Regions from separate parts of the Mus musculus genome. Here regions 2, 3, 4, 5 and 6 are each linked to region 1. Evidence: chromatin contacts called from public Hi-C, Micro-C and promoter capture Hi-C data. All regions are on one chromosome and are shown on one strand. The core of a region is the stretch at or near the end of the contact, and the rest is flanking DNA. Distances in the headings are between cores, read along the strand shown. Region 1 holds the start of Ppa2 (pyrophosphatase (inorganic) 2). Region 2 has its middle 62 kb from the start of Gm40153. Region 3 has its middle 10 kb from the start of Gm40153. Region 4 has its middle 40 kb from the start of Gm40153. Region 5 holds the start of Npnt (nephronectin). Region 6 has its middle 39 kb from the start of Tet2.

Region 1 (3,741 bases), core at 335-2,834:
GAGGAGACTGTGTTCCACACTGGGCGGAGCTTGGATACAGGAGACCTCAAAGCCAGGCCCCCACAGTGATACACTTCCTCCAACAAGACCACACCTCCTAATAGTGCCACTCCCTATGTAATTCAAACACATAAGTCTATGGGGGCCTTACCTATTCAAACCCCCACACTTGCTACATGATAGTGACAGATGTCCACAGAGGAAATTCAGCGAGTTAGGTTCCAAATGTCTACATTTGAAATGGACAACTATTGTTGAATAAATATCTTCAGAAATTTGTATTTTAAAATTAACCAGTAAGCCAACTTTGTTCTCATAACATGTATTGTATATTCGGTTTTGATCCACAGGTATTTCAGTAAATTATAGAAAATGAAAGATGAGATTTTATATGTTCAAAATCAAGCCATTTCTTTTTAATGCCATAAAGTAATATGTTCCTAAATCACATACCCGGAATTTGATGCTAATTTTAAGAATCTAGACTATTAGACAGCCCAGAACCTTGTTTCAGTAGGAATTTCTTTCTCAAATATCCAATATTTGAAGTTTAGGTGAAATTTTAAGCTTTCTTTTTTTAACATAGGCAGAATCATATAAATCAATGAAATAAACGCAGGAAGGAAATGTTTCCATTTTTTATAGGACAACTTAGCTTGCAACTCCGCCTAATCATGTTGACGTGTTACAAAGCCACTAATGTCAAAATTTTTTAGAGACTAGGCTAAGCAATGTCTAAGTGGCTAGTGGCACCTCTAAGAGATCCTTTCTGAAACCTGGGTAAAACCAGTTTGGGTTTTAACTGTCACAATTTAGATGCAGAAAGAACCCAGTAGGTGAGGATGTGAGCCTTGCTCACAGTTGGAGCAGAAACTGGTAGAGGTCCGGAAGACCATTCCAGTGAGGTCTTCCCAATCAACTGGTCTACAGAAAAGGGCAATGGTTGGTTCCTTCCTTAGAACCACAGCTCCCGTTGTTACTGGACCAGACTGCAAAGACTGCTGTTGTAACTAGTTGTGGCCACCGGACCAGACAGAAATACTTGTGAAGTATGCAATTGCAGAGAAGTTAAAAGTTACCTGTACTTGGGTTAAATATTAAAGGGCCTTATGGAGGAAGTGGCGTTTGAGGGAATTACAGATTTAGGATAAATCTGTGTCAGATGTCTTCACAAGGACGCTCGATCATTATACATTATAGTCGTGTGTGTGTGTGTGTGTGTGTGTGTATGTGTGTGCGCGCGCGCGCGCGTGTGTGTACACTCCCTCCTTCCGGCTTGGATGTTCCTTTAGAAATTTCTGGAGGTATGCATGCAACCAAGTGCTACATTAATGTAATCAAAGTCTGACCGCAGACACTGACAGTGTGTGAGTGGGTGCGTGGTGGTGAATTCCTGGGGCTTCTAAGGTCCTTGTCTTGATGGTCTTCGGCCTCTGAGGGCTTGTGGAGCAAAGTGGAGAGGTAGGTGGCCCCAGGAATGCAGAAGAGGGTGGGACTTGATGCCACTTGAGGCCGACCGCGGGGAGGCAGTGCGGGCTCCGGGCGGCAGGGGGCGCCGTCGAGCGGCCGCGCCGGGCCCAGCACCGACCCTGCGGTTCTCGCAGACCGTCCGCCATGCGCGCGCTGCTGCCGCTGCTGAGCGTCGGCCGAGGGTGGCGCGTGGGGGCCGCCGCCCGCCCTCCGCGCCGCGTCATGTCCCTGTACCGCACGGAGGAGCTGGGCCATCCCCGCTCGCAGGACTACCGCCTGTTCTTCAGTAAGTCGTTCGCCCAGCTCCGCGCCGGCCGGCGGAGGGGCCGCGGCGCCGTGCCCTGCCCTGCCTTGCTCTGCCCGGCCGGGTCCGCAGCCCGCGCCCAAGCCCGCTGCGGAGGGGACCGGTCTCGGTGCGCAGGGTGGCGCGGGGCCAACCGCCCTCTGCAGCGACCGCAGCCGGCCCGCGGCGCTGAGCTCCTCCCGCTGACCTCCGCGCCGTGGCCCGCCGCTCGCCCGCGCCGCCTCCTGGGCGCTGCTAAGCCCATCCGCCTCCGTACGGCCGCAGAACTTTGGGGACCGGGGTCTTCACTCCGAAAGCGAGTTTGCCTGCGACCGCGACCTTGCTGTCAGCGCAGGCGTACAGGCAGGGAGGAAGTGGGAGGAGAATGTGAGCCAGGCGCTGGGATAGGCTTGTGTGCACAACGCCATCACGAAACCTTTTGTTTGGTAAGGTTAACTTAAAAACAGCAACAGTCAACTGAGTTTTTAACCTAAAAGTTTGCACCCTGAATGCCATCCACAAGCAGGAGATTGGCCGGCGTTCTGGCGAGAATGTGGTGCCTTTTCTTGCCCTGTACGTTGAGCAAAACCTAGAAAGAGGGCCGTCTGGGCTGCCCTGGGCTGACGCCAAAGACAGAAAAGCTCCTGGCCACTTTCCTTTTTCTTTTCACTCTGTAGGTCTCGTTAACAATCGCGTGAAAATAGCCACGTAGATGGGTTGCTTTCAGGCCTCCTTTACTTAATACCAGGTAGCGGAGCGGTTGCAATGTCAAGGCTTGTGCACACCTCTTAGGAGGTTCCGCCCTGAAGAGGTGAAGCTAAATCTTGTTCCGAGACCCCCATGCTGGATGAGTGTCTTAACTTGCTAAGTATTAGAATTTTTTTCCCCTATAAGATAGGGCTGCAGAAGCGGCTATGTATGTTCAAAGAAGTCACCGGACTTATAGTATAACTTGAAATCATTAATAACTGTACTTTGATTTTTACAGTTACTTTTCTGGAGCTGAAGGTTGAAGATTATTTTGTGATAAAGGAGCAAACCTAGCTTAAACTCTTTTTTTTTTTTTTTTTTTGTATTATTTTGAGACAGGGCCTCACTGGGCAGCCCTGGGCAGCTTGGAACTCACAGTAGTACACCTCCCTCTGTCTCCTGGATTGAACACATGGGGCACTTCGAATGGCAAACTCTTGTCATTGTAATAAATCTTATAATAAATAGTTTCTTCACAATTAGTTTCTGTTTGCTCCTCTACAAGAGACCCTGTCTTGTTTCTTGTTGAGGCGAGATGGATTTAGGTCTTTTAAAAGAGGGTGTGTACACAACCGGATCCTGGGTAGACAACAGTCTCCAAACAAGAGCAACCATAAAAATAAAACAACAGAAGGAAGGGAAGCCCTTAATATGTGTGCTCATTTCTGAATGGGTTATATTCCCAAAGTTACAATGTAACAGCCACTGGGAGTGTTTTCCAGAAGAGATGCTGTTATATAATGGCAGAAAGCCCAAGCAGAAAAGCCTGTGGGTATAATACGGTGGACGTGTCTTGGGTTTTCAATAAGTGCAGTAATATGTCATGAATGTCTCCTATCAGAAACACAGTAGTCTTTCTACGGTGACAGAATTAATGGAATAACAGTAAATTGAGACGCTGCATGGGGTTTATGGAGCCCCACTTTACCCCTGACTACTGGCGCAGGCAAACACAGGTTCTTTGTGCACAGGTGCATGCCAGCAGTATGACGTCTTGATCCTTGGGTGCTGTTTATTGTATTTTTTGAGGCAGAGCGTGTCACTGATCTGGAGGTAGGTGAGGCTAGATGGCCAGGGGCCACCGAGATCTGTTGGTCTCTGCCTCCCCAGGACTGGGACAATAAGCATGCACCATCCTGCTTGGTTTTGTTACCTGGGTTCTGGGGAGCAAACTCACATCCTACTGCTTGCTTGCACAGCCAAGGGTTTTGCCAATTTAGTTATCTCCCCAGCTCAAA
Region 2 (3,666 bases), core at 927-3,426, 420 kb after region 1:
AATTGCTCTTCAAAGATCTCTCCTAATACCATAATGGTATTAGTAATGTAGTTTTAGTATTTCAACATGTGAGTTTTGTGAATATAAATGATCAGTTATACTAGAGCCCTAAAAGTTGGGGTGCCCTCACTATGCAATTCTTAGGGAGGTCAGCACTTCATCCACGCCAGTATTTTCTGTGAATATAATAAACCACGGTCTGTGGAGTGAAGTCTTCCTGAAGCGTTACACTGTGTGGGAGTCTCAGCATTATTATTCAGCAGAGACATCGAATGAATGCCTAAGAAATGTGGTGCTTACTTGCTTCAATTATTTGCATAGAAAGGGATACCATTTTAAAAATTATGACCATTATATAGTGACCTCTTTTTAAGTATTTTGTAACTTTTAACTTCTATACCAACAATTCAATGGATTGAATTTTAATTCTTAGTGCTTTGAGTTATGGGTGGGATGTCTTATGCCACAAGGCAGCAGACCATTTCTTTTATTGTTATTTATTGTTGAAACATGCTTTGTTAATTAACCTTGTCTCTCTACTAATACAGCTCAATGTGATTTTCATCTGGCTGATGCTTTCCCCCAGTTCTCGACACTTGCCTTCTATCTAAAGAGAGGGGTTGGTATTTTCAATGTTATTATTATCTTAATATCATAAAGGCATATGGTAAGTTTTCGGAAAAAGTAATTGAAATACATTAATAAAATTATCTCCATTAAGAGTTATGTGCCCAATGTAGTTATAGGCTCTTCATCTTTCACTTGGCAGTGCAGATATCTACCATTTTCTGTCACTGGTCAGTCAGAAATTAAATGGCACTTTGGTTTGGCTTGTTGCCATCACAGTGGACATTTCTAACTAGGGATGTGCAGTGAACTAAGATCCGGGAGCTGTATAGCATCACAGAGCTGTGCTAACCATGGCCCTTAGTTGTCTCATCAATACATTGAAACCACTGATATTTCCTTCATGTTCTGATATCTTATAGTTCCCACATTATATACTTCTGGCAGAAGTCACCTCTTTCATTTGAAAGAGGAGCAAAGGACACAAAGATGTAGTTCACCAGAAAGCATTAGAAGGTAGACCAGCTTAAGGGAGTCACAACCTTGACAAGATACCTAGTCTGCAAATTATTTGAAGTTTCATAATTTTGTGGCTTTAACACCAAAGTTAAGTTCAATTAGGGTGACGGTGCATAGCTCTGTGTGAGAAGCAAACTTTGGACATAGGGAAATTCTGAGAAGCCTGAGTCTGGTAAATTTGGAATAGTTCTTTGATATCATAAGGTAGACATTAAAAGAAACAGTTTATGCACACACACACACACACACACACACACACACACACACATTCCTAAGTGCATAAATACAACATGATTAGTCCACATAATGTCACTTATATGTTTGTTTTGCAGCAATTAATGAGAAGAGAGATCATGAATTTGAAAGAGAGTAAGGATCAGTTTATGGGAAGGTTTGGAAAGAGGAAGTGACATAATTATATTATTTGTTTGACATTAATAAAATAAGAGTTGTGTGTATTTCAGGATCATGACTTGGTGTTAAGGCTGGTTTTATGAATACAGCATAGATGTTTTCTTAGTAGTAGAAAGGTTCCTTAAACCATATACTTTGAGATGTATCACCAAAGTAGTGTGAAGAAGCCAGTCTCTGAGTCACTGCCTCACCTCTTCTGAACCATGGTAGCTGAGATTGAGGGAAAAGGCTACAATGGAAGGAAGCTCAGGCCTGGCCTCAGATGCACTTTCCATATGAAGTTTAAGGTCTGGAGGACTTGTGGGGCAACCAGCACAAATAACTGGGGTTAGAGATCTGAAAGAGGTACCAGTCTGAATACAGAGGTCTCTAAAGGCTTTGTTAGTCCATCCTTCCTCATAGCCCACCCCCCAATATTTTTTTTAGCTGAGTTTGAGTTGTTGTTTGTTGTCTTTTTTGTTTTGAAAGAATTTTAATACAAAACCAAACACCAAACAAAATACCCTCCCAAAACACAAAAACACAAAACAAAACACACAAGCAACAGACCGATTTAAAAAAAAAAAAAGCCAAACAAAGCAAAATAAAGCAAAAAAGTCCACAGTGTGTTTTTTGTGTCTTTTGCAAAGCACCAAGGCTACCTGTGGGTCAACGCAATTTTAGAAGCTTTTTCTTGAACTATGAGCCCAGGATGTTGATTTTTGACAGAGCTCTTCTGCAGCTTAGCTTACTTCTTTGAGTAAACACAGCACTAATTAAAACATATTGATCTTTTCATGGTTAAAAAAAAAAGCCAAATATCTTGTACTGCTTTTTATTATATTTTTTCTGTCTGCTTGTTTGTTAGTTTAATGTGAGTGTGTGCTTGCCTGCATCATGTATGTACACTACATGCATGGCTGGTGTTCACAGAGACCCAGAGAAAGCATTGGCTCCCCTAGAGCTCGAGTTATTGATAGTTATGAGATCTCATGTGAACTCTGGGAACCAAACCCAGGGTGTCTGCAAGAGCAATAAGTGTTCTTAACTACTGAGCCACCTCTTTAGCCCTCACTCTCACACCCGTATTTCTTGACTATCAATACAAGTTCACTGTTAAATTGTCTTTTGCTTTTTTTCTTTTCCTGAGAAAATGCACTCAAAACAATTAATCCAGCCTCGTATGTGGAGCTCAAAATATTACTTTCCCATTACTGTTTACAAGGCTGTAGGTCATACTGAGAAGTTATAAATAGTATAAGGTTGCAAAATTGTAAGTAGTATGAGAGTAACTGTGTCATAAGGGAAATGAAATTCAGAACAACAAGGGGTTAAAAAGAAAGCAAACATTCAATTAGTACCTGAGTGGATTCTACAAAAAGTTCTCTGATTCATTCTCAATGATTCTAGGAGGGGAATGTAGATTTTACTGTTTCTGTGTGCCACAGAACTTGTGAGAGAATGGCTGGCAATTAGCATAAACTTGAAGCCAAGTAGCTGGAAAAACATGTTCCAGGACATTGCAGATCAAATTATATCTCTATAAAAAGAATCTGCTAGATGTTCCATTGATGGAGCATCAACCACAAAAGGATGGTTTAAAGGATTCACTCATTATCTAAACACAGAATCCCTTGGCCATGTTTATGTGCCCTGTTAATAATACTCTGTGAACCCAGTAGGAGAAAATGGGACTGAAGTGTCACACAAGATGTTTTTCTTCTTCTGAGATTTGAATTTCAGTATTTGATTTTTGAGAATCACTGAAAAGCAATGGCTGCTTAGAGAACTTCTTTGGGAACGGTGAGCTTTCAGGGGATGTAGACAGCGGTACTGCAGAAGAGCTCGAAGACAGCGGGTGCATTGTGAAGCTTTTGGAATCCTTGCTCTGGCTGCCACTTAAAGGCAGCAGAAGAGTTGAAGCAATGGCTCGGTGGTTCAGAGCATCTGTTGTTCTCACCAAGCACCTGGGATGGGTTCCAGAGCCCACAAGATAGTTCAACCATTAACTCCAGCCGAAGGAATTCAAGGTCCATTTTGATTTTTGAGGACACCACACATGCATTTAGTATAGATACACACATGCAGGCAAAACACATAGCATAAGATAAAATAAACAGAATAAAAGGCATTGAAACATAACCTAATCTAGGGGATTTGTTTGTATCTACTTGTGTTAGAGAATGT
Region 3 (3,920 bases), core at 324-2,823, 360 kb after region 1:
ATTGTATGCTACCCTGAATCTTCTGCAGTCCCTGTGACTGAAGAGCCGTGGACGTCTCTGGCTTTCCCAAGCTTGTTTCTGTTTCTTGATTATTTCACTCACTAGCTTTGGTTCTAGAACAAAGCATTTCAAAGGCATTCTTTAGATCTTGCTTGCTGGTGTGTCTTGTGGGAAACACACACCAACTGTGTTTGGTGTAGTTATTCCTGTATTTCATTGTGTGTGCTTCTGTCTCCTGGGACTACAGCTTCTCTGAGCTCCTACCCCCACGTTAATACCCCCCAGGACAGAGACCACATACATCTTCCTCTCTTATGCTCTGCAGGATGCAATGCACACAAACTATGCAGCAAAATGTCTTAATAGTCAAATGTCTGGTAGAGTCTTGGTTGTGAAGAACAAAGCTTACTTCTGGTACTCAGCAATGTCACCAGACGTCGGGCAGCCAAGTACCTGACAGAGATGACAAGAGGTCCCTTTGATTATACTGAGAATTTGGGGACACAGGTTTGAAGAGATATAAAGAGCCAAGAAGATTTATATGAACTTTGTTGTTTTACTGTCACTTGACTAAAGCCAGATAGTTGTTCATCCACAATTTTTTCAAGTTCCTACCAAAATAACTAATTTTCCCAAATGTTCGATAGTTTCTAACACTAAGTAGTTTATAACATAAAATGGATAAATGTGTTAGCGATGGGCTGCCACATTGAATTGATGGGCTATGAATTCCACATTGTCTTTTCCTGGTTAGAATTACCCAGAGGAGGCATTCATATTGTCTCCTCTATACTGAATTCTAAGGGTTTAAATGCTTATAAATATATTTATAGGATTGAAATATAAAATTAAATAAAATTTAAGTATATATCAGATTTAAATATATGTATGAAGACTGTTTTTAAGTTTGCAGATGATCCATGGATGAAGATGAAGTATTTGTCTTATTACACGCTTCATGCCATTGTAGTATCATACAATTCAGACGCATTAAAAATACTTAGTCATACTTCCAGGGTTTCTGCCAAACTTCTGTTGGTTGTAATGTAGTATTTAATTTGTCTTGAATTTCTTTCTTGTGTGAACTGGTGGTGGTGATAGTAAGAATGTACCCATTCCAACTTTTATTTTACACCATTTGAAAAGAAGTCCTGTCATACCTCAAAGGAGCCACTAGAGTGTATACTCATTGGTCCCATTATATTCTATAATCTGTTCTTCACTGAGCTAATGAAGACACACAGTGGAGACAGCTGCTTGTTGGCTTGCCACTGAATTCTCTCATGTGTAACACAGGGCCCAGCAAGTATCAAACATGAACGATTTAAATCCCTGGATTAATGCACTGACTGAACATTTTTATTGTGGCATGTTCAGATTTTGTCTAGAGCAAAAATCTCTCCAATATTCTGGATAGAAAGATGTTGGCCCCTCGCCATAGGAGAGCTGTAGATGAGGGCTGGAAGCTTCCCTTTCAGCAGATCTGAAAAGGGAGGGCGGCAGGGTAGCCACTGCTTATGAACCTGGCTGTAGGAGCACTGCAGAGAGTTGTTCTCAGGCCGGTGTCTGTGGCCACTGGAAACTTTTGCTGATGATCTCAGAGCCCGCTTATAGCAGGTGATTCCTGGGAGATGTGTCGGCAGCCAGGCAGTGCGGCCAACGATGATCTCATTCGCCTGCCAACAGCTGCTCCGAGAAAAGTGACTTCTCTTCCAAATGTTATGAATGTCTCATTGGCACAATCTATTTTTGAATGATATGGAAACAGGTTTCTGGGAAATGGAGTTCTTTAGTGTAGATAACTGTGAGCATAATAACAGTTGATAGATAAGCTGCAATCCATCCTAAGATCATTAGCTGAGAAGTGTTTGTTTGTTTGTTTTTTATTTTTTTTGGATGGGGAGTGGGGGAGTTTTAAACACACACACACACACACACACACACACACACACACACACATACACATACACATACACATACACATACACATACACATACACATACACATACACATACACATACATATACATATGTATATGTATTGCCTCCCCCCAGGGTCTTACTATGTACTTTTGGCTAGCCTGGAACTTCCTATATGGACTAGATTAAAACACAGCTATCTCTGGCTCCTGAGTGCTGGAATTAAAGGCATATGCCAACATACCAGGTTAGAAGGAAGCTCTTTACTGAAGTAAGAAGTAATTAGTCTGCAGCGTCCATGAAGAGAAAAGAACCAGTCTCCCCTCTGTCCTTCCCTCCCTCCCTCCTCTCTTTTGCTTTTCATCTATGGCATCATTGTTATTATTACCATTTTTTATTTATAAATTTGTATAATTTTATGTATTTTGTGTTATCATATAATTGAATTTTTAACTTGTTTTTTTTCTCCCTAAAGTATTCATTTCCATTCTTCTTTTTCTTTTTTTTCTTTTTAATTAGGTATTTTCTTCATTTACATTTTCAATGCTACCCCAAAAGTCCCCCAAACCCTCCCGCCCACTGCACCCCCCCCCCTTCTTGGCCCTGGCCTTCCCCTGTACTGAGGCATATAAAGTTTACAAGACCAATGGGCCTCTCTTTCCACTGATGGCCGACTAGGTCATCTTCTGATACATATGCAGCTAGAGACAAGAGCTCCGGGGGTGTACTGGTTAGTTCATATTGTTGTTCCACTTGTAGGGTTGCAGACCCATTTAGCTCCTTGGGTACTTTCTCTAGCTCCTCCATTGGGGGCCCTGTGATCCGGCGTAGTCTCACAAGAGACAGCTATATCAGGGTCCTTTCAGCAAACTCTTACTAGTGTATGCAATGGTGTCAGCATTTGGAGGCTGATTATGGGGTGGATCCGCGGGTATGGCAGTCTCTAGATGGTCCATCCTTTCATTTCAGCTCCAATCTTTGTCTCTGTAACTCCTTCCATGGGTGCTTTGTTCCCAATTCTAAGAAGGAGCAAGGTGTCCACACTTTGGTCTTCGTTCTTCTTGAGTTTCATGTGTTTTGCAGATTGTATCTTATATCTTGGGTATTCTAAGTTTCTGGGCTAATGTCTACTTATCAGTGAGTACATATCATGTGAGTTCTTTTGTGATTGGGTTACCTCACTCAGGATGATGCCCTCCAGATCCAAAGAACTCAAGAAGGTGGACTCCAGAAAATCAAATAACCCCATTAAAAATGGTGCTCAGAGCTAAACAAAAGATTCTCACCTGAGGAATACTGAATGGCTGAGAAGCACCTGAAAAAATGTTCAGCATCCTTAATCATCAGGGAAATGCAAATCAAAACAACCCTGAGATTCCACCACACCAGTCAGAATGGCTAAGATCAAAAATTCAGGTGATAGCAGATGCTGGCGAGGATGTGGAGAAAGAGGAACACTCCTCCATTGTTGATGGGATTGCAAGCTTGTACAACCACTCTGGAAATCAGTCTTGCGGTTCCTCAGAAAATTGGACATAGTACTACTGGAGGATCCAGCAATACCTCTCCTGGGCATATATCCAGAAGATGTCCCAACTGGTAAGAAGGACACATGCTCCACTATGTTCATAGCAGCCTTATTTATAATAGCCAGAAGTTGGAAAGAACCCAGATGCTCCTCAACAGAGGAATGGATACAGAAAATGTGGTACATTTACACAATGGAGTACTACTCAGCTATTAAAAAGAATGAATTTATAAAATTCCTAGGCAAATGGATGGACCTGGAGGGCATCATCCTGAGTGAGGTAACACAATCACAAAGGAATTCACTCAATATGTACTCACTGATAAGTGGATATTAGCCCAAAACTTAGGATACCCAAGATAGAAGATACAATTTGCTAAACGCATGAAACTCAAGAAAAATGAAGACCAAAGTGTGGACGCTGTGCCCCTTCTTAGAGTTGGGAACAAAACACCCATGGAAAGAGTTACAG
Region 4 (3,629 bases), core at 708-3,207, 310 kb after region 1:
ATTATCTAGATAGATGATATGTTCTATTATGTATGTGGTATAGTTCACATAGGAATTCTTGAGAGATAATTGAACAGTATTTCAATATATGGCACTTTCTATTTTCTATGCTTTACCCAGCTTCTACGGACAGTTGTCTTGTCTCACCACTTTGCCCAAGTGTTTTGTAAACTCTTTATATTTCTGGTCATTTTCAAGTAATACATTTCATGAACCCATTAAATGTTTTTGAGGTACTACTTCCTGGTATTTGCCTAAAACCCGTGTCTTAGTTGGGGTTTCTAATCCTGAGGTGAAACACCATGGCCAAAAGCAACTTGGGGAGGAAAGGGTTTATTTCCGCTTACAGTTCCTTATAACAGTTCATCATTGAAAGCAGTTAGGGCAAGGACTCAGATAGGGCGGGGACCTGGAGGCAGGAGCTGATGCAGATGCCATGGAGGGATGCTGCTTACTGGTTTGCTCCTCATGGCACGATCAATCTGCTTCCTTATAGCACTCAGGACCAGCATCCCAGGAGTGACTCAACTCACAGTGGGCTGTGTCCTCCTTCATCAATCACTAATTAAGAAGACACCCTAGAGACTTGCCTACAGCCTGGTCTTATGAAGATAATTCTGCAGGTGAGGTTCCTTCTTCCCAGGTGTCTCTAGCATGTGTCAACTCGACATAAAACTAGTCCACACAACTGGCCACACAATTTCATCCTAATATTTTTCCACGTTCAGAATATCCACTGACTTGAGGGTATCTAAAAAGATCTCCCCCATGGTTGTTAAATCACCTTCTTTTGAAAGTATACCATGGACAAAATAAATGTCTTTCTGAGGACAGGTGCTTTGAAGGCGTGAGAAAGCAGAACAGTGCTGGTATGACCTCAGAGGCTAAGGGATGGATGCCTCGTGCCTCATAATACTTCTGAGAGGGCCTTTCCTGGAGGAAGCATTTAGTAGATGCTTACTGAATACACAGTGAGTCTAAATTAGAACAGAAAATCTATTTTTTAAAAATATTTATTTATTCATTATATGTAAGTACACTGTAGCTGTCTTCAGACACTGTGGAAGAGGAGTGTCAGATCTTGTTACAGATGGTTGTGAGCCACCATGTGGTTGGCTGGGATTTGAACTCAGGACCTTTGGAAGAGCAGTTGGTGCTCTTAACTGCTGAACTGTCTCTCCAGCCCCAGAAAATGTATTTTTAAAACTCCTTGCTATGGTGATTATCAGACAACTGTATCATCTCAAACATTTCTCTGCCTGCAGATGTCATCATGCCTTTCTCTTAATTTGGGAGATTTTATCATGTCTACCAGTGGTACTGAGGATTAATATCTGAAACCATTTCACTGGTTATAAGGCACTGAAACTATTATAATTAGGCACTGCCTGGGCACTCCTCCTTCTTGAGAGAGACATAGACCTTTGCCTTTTGTTCAGTTATTTCTCAGAATAGTATTCCTGTCTTGGCTCCTAAGTAGAAACTTGACTTGCTAGGCTTATTTCACAGTTGCTTCCATCCTTTGACTTCCTGTTTTCACAATGTGCCCGCCAACCAAATGTATCTGTGGTTTTAAAGCACGTGCCAATGGGACAGATATCAGGCAGAAAATGCATCTACACATCCCAAAAGGCCTCTGTTAAAATCAGTAAGATTGCACAAGGCAGGAACCTAAGGAACCATTCTACGAGAAGTGAATGGTCAGAAATTAGTTCATTCAGTGCTCTGTCTGAGCCTTAATAAGCCATGCCTTATCTCTTTGAGCCAGTGGGCAGCTTCTAATTGGTAAGGGTCCAAGGTAAGGCAAACACGTGGAAGGGGACCTCTCTGCCTGCCTTTATACATCAGCGAGATAGCCCTATCATACATCAACGGACGGCCTTCAAGTTGACAACAGGAAAAAATGTGACTCAGCTCATACAAAGGGGGAAGTCCTATGCTGGGCGCAGACAATGGCTCTGTCATTTTGCTGTGTTGCTGGGCTGTCGTCTCTGTGAAGATATGCAGGGCTGGGGACTCAGCCTTCTCTGAGACAGAGCATTTTAGCATCTAAGGTGGAACAGAGCAAAGGAAACAGCAGGAAACTTATGGTCAGGATGGTAAAGTGATACCTTCCAGTCAGTTGTACTTCATATAGCAATGAAAACAGGAAAGGGTCAGCACTGAGATAAAAGCATAAAACAATCCCAAAACCAAAACCCAAATCCAAAACCCCCACCTCCTTTGAATGATGGAGTCTGGAGAACAATAAAGGATGTATTCTGTGAAAGAGTCACTTATTTTTTTCCTCTTATATTTATATATTTATAATTCCCTCTGTAGAAGTACCAACCTGCTTATGGATGTAGAATATCATATGGCACTAAACAGTGTCTACATATGGTTCACATGTTATCTTGTCATCAGAGTTTTGGGGGAGACTTTTGAGACATACAGCTGAGGAGAATGTGTCTTTCTCTAGTATCTGAGTACTTCCAGCTTACATACAACACCACCACCAACTAGGGAGACCACAACTGTCACGTTCTTATCAGAAACCATGTTCCTAAGATAAGCCACTTTATGTGTGAGTTCCTGTGTGTGCAGCCACTTGTCTCTGCATGGATGGTCTGTTATTAATTGCTGCCCCAATGTGTCTTGTCACATCACCTTTTCCAGTGTCTCATTTGTCTGAATCTGCATTCTCTTCTGCTTCTATAGGCGAGGAGACTGTGGGGGAAGGTGCCCATTAGGCCCCCAGTGAGACACTGAGTTATTAACAGCAGCGAGAAGATTACCAAAACTTTTCAGGCCTTTGGAATTTGGTAGGAAAGACATTTACAACAATTTACAACAAATCATACATGAAAACATGACTTCTAAGTTTCAGTCTTTTGAAAAATAATGTTAATTTTTGACTTAGAGTGTGACAAATCTATTTTACTGTGATCTTTTAACTTGTGGTTATTCTGGTATGGGTGCTTGTGTAGTAGCCATGTCACAGTAGCTTGTTAAGGACAGTGGCCCCTCCCCCTTCTGCATTATCACCACCTTCACCTCTGTCTCCTTGGTACACTGTGCCTGAAATGTGTCAGTCATGTTTGTATCAGGCTTAGATCATTCAAACTTACTAAAGAGGAATGAATGAAGGTGTTCATTTAGGAAGTAGAGTGAGTTAGGAGGTTTTGTTTTGGTTTGGTTTTGGTTTTTGTTTTTTGTTTTTTGACAAGGTCTGACTTGGCTGGTCTAGAACTCTCCACAAGGCTGGCCTCCACCTCCTGAAAGTCTACCTGCCTCTGCTTCTTCCTCTCCAGCATTGAGATTAAAGGAGTCTGCTGCCGTGTCCCAATGATTACCTCTTGACTTAATTCTACCCACATATTTCCAGAACCTTCCTTAATCTCAGATTAGAGAGAAGGTCCCTGCCCCTCACCGGCTTCCCACTCTTCAGTGTGGCAGAGCCTCTCCTTTCTCTGTTCCTGTTCCCACTCGTTCATGTCCCATCGCAGTAACAAAATGACTATAGTCTTACTCACCAAAGCTATTGTGTGAGTCAAAAGCAAATACTCTGGCAAGTTGGGAAATTTACCACATCTTCTGAGCCCCACACTAGCAAAAATTACAAATCTATGGAGCTGGAAGAAGAAAGT
Region 5 (3,495 bases), core at 989-3,488, 360 kb before region 1:
ACTGTCCCCAGGACTGGCGGGCCCAGCCCCAGCAGCAGTCAATCCTGCCTCCATAGCGACATAGGCCGATTGAAGAAACTATTTGCCTGGGCCACCTACCAAACAAACAAAATATTTAAAATAAATAAAGACACCTGAGATTTAAAATAATTTCCCCTTTGTTTTATTTAGAAAATGTATATATACTTAAACCACACCCAGTAATTTTCTACAAGCTCCTTACTGCCTGCAAGGAATTGGAGAATAAGACACCTTCCCAGTAGTAGTCCTACAGTGATCTAATTTCTAATTGTAAAGTTAAATGTACACACACCCAGCCCACAGGAGTAGGGAGAAGAAACCAGGTTGGCTGCAACCAAGAAAGCTCAGGCTACTATTCACGGGATGGTTTCTGAAAGCTTGAAATAAAACAGATTAGCCAGACTCACAGCTGTTGGGGGCGGGGAGGAGGGGGCAGTTTTGACTAATGCACCGGGACGCTGAAATGTGCTGAATAACAGATCTGTCAGAGCAGAAAGAATGTTTGCTTCGTATAAAGGGCAGATAAGGAAATGGGCAAGAAGAGGAGCTTATTCAAAAATCAAATGCAACCAACCAAGCTCTTTCTATACAACTGCCTCCTCCTCCTCCTCCTCTTCCCCACCACTGCTGTAAGAAAAGCCCAAAACCAGGCCGTGAAGAGTGTCTCAAGTGTCCTCGTATTTTACAAGCTGTCTGCATCAGCAATCCACATTATTTCCCTCTCCGATGTAAAGTGTACCCAGAGAGACTCCAAGTTTAGGATGCAGATTTATGCATCAGATCACACTTACACCTGTGACTGTTAGCCTGTTTAGATTCACACCTACCAGACTTTCTGGACACCTAGGCTGTGTGTGTGTGTGTGTGTGTGTGTGTGTGTGTGTGTGTGTGTGTGTGTGTTTCTTTGTAAATGGACACCTAGGCTGTGTGTGTGTGTGTGTGTGTGTGTGTTTCTTTGTAAATATGTGTGCCCCAAAGTAATGCACCACAAATCCAAATGTGGGCAAAGAATTGCTTTTGGAAAATAAAAGGCTTAGCCTCTGGCTGCTTTCCACTCTTCTTTAAACTCTTTATCTCTTCAATTCATCTTCGCTTTACCCTCAGGCTCAAAGTACAAAACAACCCCAACTTCTATTTCCTCCGACCAGGTGGTGAACCGGGAGCGGGTGCCTTTTTCTTCCGCGCTCCGAGGCTTTTCCTCTGGTCCCCTCCAGGGACAGGAAAGCCAATCAATCCTGGAATTGATTCGTTCCAAGATTGCAGGTAAAACAGGTGCGGCATCTTCAAGGCAGCCCTGGGACAAGCTCTGAGGGATGGGGACAGGGGTGAGTGGTGGTGTGAGCCAGCGGGAAACCTGTCCAGCTGAGGCCTTCAGTGGGGACTGAGCCCGGGATCTCCGGGGAGATCGCGCGGTGCGCTGCCTTGGGGGGACACGCTGAGTGACAGCAGAGACCCTGCCGGAGGTTGTTGGGACCTGTCAGAGCAAGCAACAGTCAGGCCCGCCAGGTCTGAGCGGTGCCGCGTGCTACACACACACACACACACACACACACACACACACACGCACCCCGAGCGCCTCCTCTCAGTACTCATGTTAAGCTTGTGTACACCGTCCCCCCTCCGAACCACAAACCGAGAGCCCTCGGGTGCCATTTGTTCCAAGTACGGTCCTCGCCGCCACCCTTTGTCGAATCGCCGGGTCACCTGCAAGTTTCCCCTCGGGACACAGTCCATCCTGATCACTGGCTGTAGGGACGCTCCACGCGTCACCTGTGTCCCTGCTCCTGCCCGCTCTCACCGCACACGGGGCACGAGCCTCTCTTTCTCCTGAGCCCGGAGCCAGGCTGCTCCACTCGAGGTCCCTGAGGGAAAGGGGAGGGCACCCGAGACCCGCCTCACCTCCCGTCGAAGTCGGCAGCCACCTGCAGGTAGAGCGAGGACGCGAGCACCGCCGCTAGGAGCACAGCCATGCCGGAGGACCGGGACGCGGGGACGCTGAAGGTTGCGGGGAGCTGCGCGTCCCGGGATCTCCCGGCCGCCTTCGGCGCGGCACCCGCGGCTGCTGGGACGCACAGAGCGCAGCGCGCAGCCGGGCAGGTCTGCGGCGGGCTGGCAGAGCCCCTCCGGCTCCCTCCTGGCGAGGGGAGGCGCTGCGGCGGGAGCCGCGCCGCCCGCGGGGAGGGGCGAGGCGGGAGGGACGCGCCGCGCAGCCCGCCGCCCTCCCTGCCCCGCCGCCCTGGTGCCCTGGGCGCGCGCCGGGGCTCGCCCCTCCCCGGGCCCCAGGGGCAGGGGCGGCTCAGGGGCGGGGATGCGGCGCGCAGGCAGCCTCGGCCACGGGTGGCGCTTGCCCCCGGGCTGCGAGAAAAGTTGGGAGCAGAGCTAGGGAGAGGGCTTGTCGGGTGACCTGCCTGAAAAAGTGAGCCCAGCCGCCAGAGGCTGGGGCGACAGTGGGGTTGGAAGTGGAAGTACGCGTTCTGTGGGGGTAGACAGATGCCCCCCCACATACACACACAGGTGGTCTATAGGGGAGAACCCAACTTTTCTGCACCTACCGGAGGGGTTCCTGGACTGATGAAGGCAGGCAGACCCAGATTGCTTCTCCTACAGAGCTGGAATATCCCTGCACCTTTTAACGGGGGTGGGGAGTGTGGTGGGGGGGGTTCGGCTCTCAGGTCGAATTTTGAAGAAGAACTCTGGGCTCAGGAGAAAGAGAAGAACCTTGGAAAACTGTCTGTGTCCTGAAGCTCCACTTGGTGCACCCCCGTGGGTAGGGCAAGTGCTCCACCCCAGAGGAAGGGGAGTTAGTTACCACTTAGCTTGTGGTGTAGCTGGTCTTGAGGGGACCTCTTTAGAACCATTTGAAGTAGTTACTGAGCTATCATAAAAAGCATTGCACCAAAGGACTGAAAAGAAATGATTTTCATAAATATACGTTCAAACTTAAATCATTCCCGTCCTTAGGCCATACCCCCAATGGCTGGCTGTCCTGTCCTCTCTCTCTTCAGTCCATGATCTCCTGGCCTGGCACCCTCTAGGCATGCATTGAAGAGGTTGTGTGTATAGCTGAATCTCACTTCCTTGCCTAAAAGTCACCCTAAAAGCCAAATATGAATGCTGTTTAAAATTCTTATCTTCCCCTCTGGTGTCACGTCCAGCCATACTTTGCCTTCCCCCCCCCATTGTACTGATCTTTTCTCTTACAGCATAATTTGTTTATCTATGTCTTCTTTCTGTTGTAATGTAAACTCTCCAAGAAGAGCTATCTTTGTTTAGTGCCTACAACATTGCCTGGCACATAGTAGGTGCTCATAAATGTTAATCGAAAGTATTTGCTACCGTACATTCAACTGTCACTCCGTTCGCATCATTTTAAGGTTTCTGCTACTTCAAATTGTTAACGAAAAGTTCTGTGCCAGTTTGGTTACACTATCCTGATTTATCAGTATGTGTAAAAACAGGACTTTTCTGCAAGAA
Region 6 (3,522 bases), core at 499-2,998, 270 kb after region 1:
TAATGCTCCAGCCCCCCTTCTAGGTCCCGCTGTAAAACATAGCTCTTCTAAAACTAAGCTTTTTTTTTTTTTTTAAAGAACCACTATAAATGGAAGCATTATAAAGACACAGACCAAAAATAACTGCTTGCATCAAATTGTCATAAGCAGGTTTTCTAATCTCAAAGCCTCTTGTCATTCCTTGAAAAGATGTTTCTGTAGCCCCAGATGAAACCGAGGACTAATGCAGTGTTAATGTAACTTGATGCAGTTAATATGAAAGAGAGAACTTGGGTCTGACACGTCAAAAGTTCTATTCAGTTTGGTAAACTTTGCTGCACAGTGTCCAACTGTTTACCAACAGCTCTTTCTGGCTGTAATGGGAAGTGGGCCACAAGGCAGCAGTTTGCCTTCTCCCATACTTAGCCTTCCCCAGGTCGAGTCAGAATATAGATAGCTGTGGTTCACAAGGCATCTTCTCTTTCTACAGTGTGGGAGGTTGAAAGGGACTGCATGTGTCTAGAATTGGTTTGCAGACGGCAACAGTAATAAGTATTTCCGTATTATTGAGCGTTTTCTTTCTGTGGCAGTAAGTGGCCTGGGATGACTGTCTCACTGCATAAGGCTCATCCTCTCTTTCTTCCTCCCTCCTTCCTCTCACTTCTGTCCCATGTAGCTGGCCACCCCCGTCACTTTCTGAGTGTAAATGACGGCCCCTGGCCTTACTATTTCTTTTTATCCTTCGTAGCCAGCATAAACTTGATGCAATAGTAAATGATGTCTCATGAGCAGGAATTCTTTCCTTTGAGGGAAGGCTCCCTTTGAAGGTTTCCATCCCCTCAAATATATGTGATATTAAATATGAGGGGGATTGTGTGGGTGGAGGATGACGAGGAGAGGGAGGTGGGAAGAAGAGGTTATGGGGGGTGAGAAACAGACATGTTCTCTCATGGGAAGAATACCTCTCACAAAACATACACACACATATGAAAGACGTGAAGGCAGAAAGAGGACTATTTAGGGAGAAGGGGACAATGTAGGAGCCAGGGGACAGTGGAGCAGAGGGAGGTAAGGGTGAGCAAACATTCTGTGCTACCCATGTGTGAAAATGTCACAGTGAAGCCCATTACCCCGTGTGCGAACAGTCATAGTACAAAATGGCTTTACACCTTTTAGACTATTGGAGAAGCACACACATTCATCTTACTTCTCATTTTAGAGACAGGCTACCCACGAGGTGATTCTCCACCATATCGGCCTAAGATACATGATGCAAATGGCTGTTCCTGTCACATTACCTCATTTTTGCCTTTCCCCTCAAGAAATCACACAGCTGCCTCAATTGAGGAAAGAAATTCCCCTGGGCTAGTTTACTTCAAAAAAAAATTTCAACTTTTTCTTTTTCTTTTTTTTTTTTTTTCTGTTTCTTTTTTTAAACCACAAACTTAATTTGCATCTAGAGCTTCCTATTTTTGACTCTCGATGTTACCCAATAGATACCACAGTGTAACTGCTCCTGTCCACACTCGCAGGGGAGAACCCCTGTGGTTCTGATTAGAAGAATAGCACTAACCTCCAAAGATCTCCTGTCCTTATTTGCAGAATTCAGCAATAATTAGTATAGGGGTTTTTAAAAAATTCATCTTTCTTCCCTCTGGTGAAGGAAGTTGGACAAATGTTGAGCATTTCCGAAAACGTAGTATGCTACCTAGTTGGGGAGTTTTAAATTTTTGCCTGTAAACACCTTACTTATTGTTTGTTTGAAACAGGATTTCACCATATAGCCCTGGTTGGCCTAAGCTTGCTCTGTAGACCAGGCTGGCCTTGAATACACAGATCTACCTGCTTCTGCCTCCTGAGTGCTGGAATGGAAGGCGTATACTATACACCGTGCCCAGCATAATTTACTTATTAAAAACTTCTGTGAATATATTTTTTTCTTGCTGTGAGACAGAGTCACACTTTGTGGCTCAGACTGCCGAGGAACTCACGATCCTTCAGTGTCACTGTTCTGAGTGCTGGGCCTTCACACTTCCTCGTGAGAGGTTTCACTTTGGGAAAAATTATTCAGCTTTTTAAAAAAGTATTTTTATGTGGTGTGTGTGTGTCTCTGTGTGTGTGTGTGTGTGTGTGAATGCATGTCACATGTGTGGAAGTGTCAGAAGAGCCCAGAAGAAGCCGGAAGAGCACCTTGGATCCCCCGAGCTAGTGTTACAGGTGGTTAGAATACCTGACATAGTTGCTGGGAACCAAACTCTCAGGTCTCCTGGAAGAGTAGAAACAACTACCAGGTAATCCTTGCAGCCCTACAACTTTAGTTTTAAAATTTCAAACTTACAGATAAATGCCAAGACTAATACAACATTGCTTATGAATTTATATCACTAACATCATCAATTATCAATATTTGGATTGACCCACTTTGTCTTTTATTACAATATGATTTCTGTCTCAATTAGTTGACAGTAACATCAAGCATTCTAGAAATTTATTGGTCCTTAAACACCACATATATCATTAAGCAATAATGATATATAAATATATATACACACACACATACACACACACACACACACACATATATATATATATATATATATAACCACAGTGCTGTTATTATTCTTAGAAACTGTAGCAATGTGGTATCTATAACTCATGCCCAGATTTCCCCAATTCTTCCCAAATTACAAAATTATTACAGTCCGGGGTTCCAGCAAGGCCTGTGCATTTGTTCATTTGAGGTTTCTTTAACAGAGATCAGCTTTCACAGCCTTGTCATGCTGTTCATGACACATATTTTGATATCTCTGGGCTCTAGCTTACCCTTCTTGGTTTTTCAGATGGAGCTAGTCTGTTCCCCATGGATCAAGTATACCTCCTGCCCTTCCACTGCCTGCTTCCGTGGTTATTCTGGGTAGCTTTCATTTGTTCCTTTTTACCCCCTAGGCTTCCACACTAGTCTTTTATTTCTCTGGAAAGCCTCTTTTATCTTTTATTTTGGGTTAAACTTTGGGACACTTTCTTTTATTTTATTTTTACATTTAATTTTTCTTTTCTTTTCCCTCTGTAGACTCTTGCCTGTTTCTTGAGATAACTGACTGTCTTAGAAGCAGCTGAAGAGATGGCTCAGCAGGCCAGAGCCCTTGTTGCTTTTGATGGGGATGAGAGATCAGGCCTCAACACTCTCAGGGCTGTGCACAGCCTCCTGTGACTCCAGCCTGAGGAGAAGGCATGTCCCAATCATCTGTGACAGCCCCAGGAGAATGAGTGTCCCCTTCTGGCCTCTGCAGTCACTTCCCTCATGGTATATATGCAGAGAAAACACTCATGTGTTTCAAATAAAGATAAATCTTTTTGAGACAGTGTTCAAGACTTATAATTGGCTTGTTGTTTGTGGTCACTTTTCTGAGTCTAGTGCTTTGCTCATTGGTGACAAATTCCACTCAGCAATAACTCCGATGTCACAAGCATGTTCCAGAGTGAAACGGCAGTTCTCCCTTGAGGGTGTGACTTGCATTTCATCACTCTGATTTTCTTTGCTTT

Evidence for each region. Promoter capture Hi-C pulls out the DNA fragments that hold promoters and counts their contacts. Hi-C and Micro-C count contacts between places; a contact is called where the count stands out from the background.
Region 2: a contact with region 1 is called in a promoter capture Hi-C map of liver, with 2.2 times the contacts expected there. The contact joins the enhancer-like site here to the promoter of Ppa2 in region 1. A contact is called at or near these places in 7 of 39 promoter capture datasets (embryonic stem cells, frontonasal cranial neural crest, hippocampal neurons and 3 more) and 1 of 9 other capture datasets (liver).
Region 3: a contact with region 1 is called in a Hi-C map of myocytes, with 2.7 times the contacts expected there. The contact joins the enhancer-like site here to the promoter of Ppa2 in region 1. A contact is called at or near these places in 5 of 39 promoter capture datasets (the C10 cell line, cranial neural crest, embryonic stem cells and 2 more), 2 of 484 Hi-C or Micro-C datasets (muscle stem cells and myocytes), 1 of 115 datasets of contacts at active chromatin or transcription factors (fibro-adipogenic progenitors) and 2 of 9 other capture datasets (adipose tissue and liver).
Region 4: a Micro-C map of the G1E-ER4 cell line shows a contact between it and region 1. The contact joins the enhancer-like site here to the promoter of Ppa2 in region 1. A contact is called at or near these places in 2 of 39 promoter capture datasets (cranial neural crest and second pharyngeal arch cranial neural crest), 1 of 15 datasets of contacts at CTCF or cohesin (embryonic stem cells), 3 of 484 Hi-C or Micro-C datasets (the G1E-ER4 cell line, Th1 cells and bone marrow-derived macrophages), 1 of 115 datasets of contacts at active chromatin or transcription factors (effector CD8 T cells) and 2 of 9 other capture datasets (adipose tissue and liver).
Region 5: a Micro-C map of embryonic stem cells shows a contact between it and region 1, with 5 times the contacts expected there. The contact joins the promoter of Npnt here to the promoter of Ppa2 in region 1. A contact is called at or near these places in 4 of 39 promoter capture datasets (embryonic stem cells and stem cell-derived epiblast-like cells), 1 of 484 Hi-C or Micro-C datasets (embryonic stem cells) and 1 of 9 other capture datasets (pancreatic islet).
Region 6: a Hi-C map of B cells shows a contact between it and region 1, with 22 read pairs. The contact joins the enhancer-like site here to the promoter of Ppa2 in region 1. A contact is called at or near these places in 5 of 39 promoter capture datasets (the C10 cell line, the HPC-7 cell line, embryonic stem cells and 2 more), 7 of 484 Hi-C or Micro-C datasets (B cells, the Ba/F3 cell line, CD8 T cells and 2 more), 4 of 115 datasets of contacts at active chromatin or transcription factors (embryonic stem cells and microglia) and 3 of 9 other capture datasets (liver, macrophages and pancreatic islet).

What each region holds. Positions count from the first base shown.
Region 1 is chr3:133,308,526-133,312,266 of GRCm38.p6, forward strand. Ppa2 (pyrophosphatase (inorganic) 2) reads left to right here and starts at 1,585. Exons shown (of 12, transcript NM_146141.2): 1 at 1,585-1,756. The coding sequence starts at 1,615.
Region 2 is chr3:133,723,580-133,727,245 of GRCm38.p6, forward strand. No RefSeq gene overlaps it. Among named protein-coding and RNA genes, the nearest start is that of Gm40153, 62 kb to the left of the region's middle. Within about 2 kb of position 2,177, at least 3 of the 459 cell types and tissues checked have an H3K27ac peak or open chromatin away from gene starts, as enhancers often do. A contact at or near this core is called in liver, where this site is marked.
Region 3 is chr3:133,671,683-133,675,602 of GRCm38.p6, forward strand. No RefSeq gene overlaps it. Among named protein-coding and RNA genes, the nearest start is that of Gm40153, 10 kb to the left of the region's middle. Within about 2 kb of position 1,574, at least 47 of the 459 cell types and tissues checked have an H3K27ac peak or open chromatin away from gene starts, as enhancers often do. A contact at or near this core is called in muscle stem cells and myocytes, where this site is marked.
Region 4 is chr3:133,621,699-133,625,327 of GRCm38.p6, forward strand. No RefSeq gene overlaps it. Among named protein-coding and RNA genes, the nearest start is that of Gm40153, 40 kb to the right of the region's middle. Within about 2 kb of position 1,958, at least 87 of the 459 cell types and tissues checked have an H3K27ac peak or open chromatin away from gene starts, as enhancers often do. A contact at or near this core is called in the G1E-ER4 cell line, Th1 cells, adipose tissue and 1 more, where this site is marked.
Region 5 is chr3:132,948,053-132,951,547 of GRCm38.p6, forward strand. Npnt (nephronectin) reads right to left here and starts at 2,239. Exons shown (of 14, transcript NM_001287101.1): 1 at 1,921-2,239; 2 at 1-95. The coding sequence starts at 1,991.
Region 6 is chr3:133,581,808-133,585,329 of GRCm38.p6, forward strand. No RefSeq gene overlaps it. Among named protein-coding and RNA genes, the nearest start is that of Tet2, 39 kb to the left of the region's middle. Within about 2 kb of position 1,749, at least 97 of the 459 cell types and tissues checked have an H3K27ac peak or open chromatin away from gene starts, as enhancers often do. A contact at or near this core is called in B cells, the Ba/F3 cell line, CD8 T cells and 4 more, where this site is marked.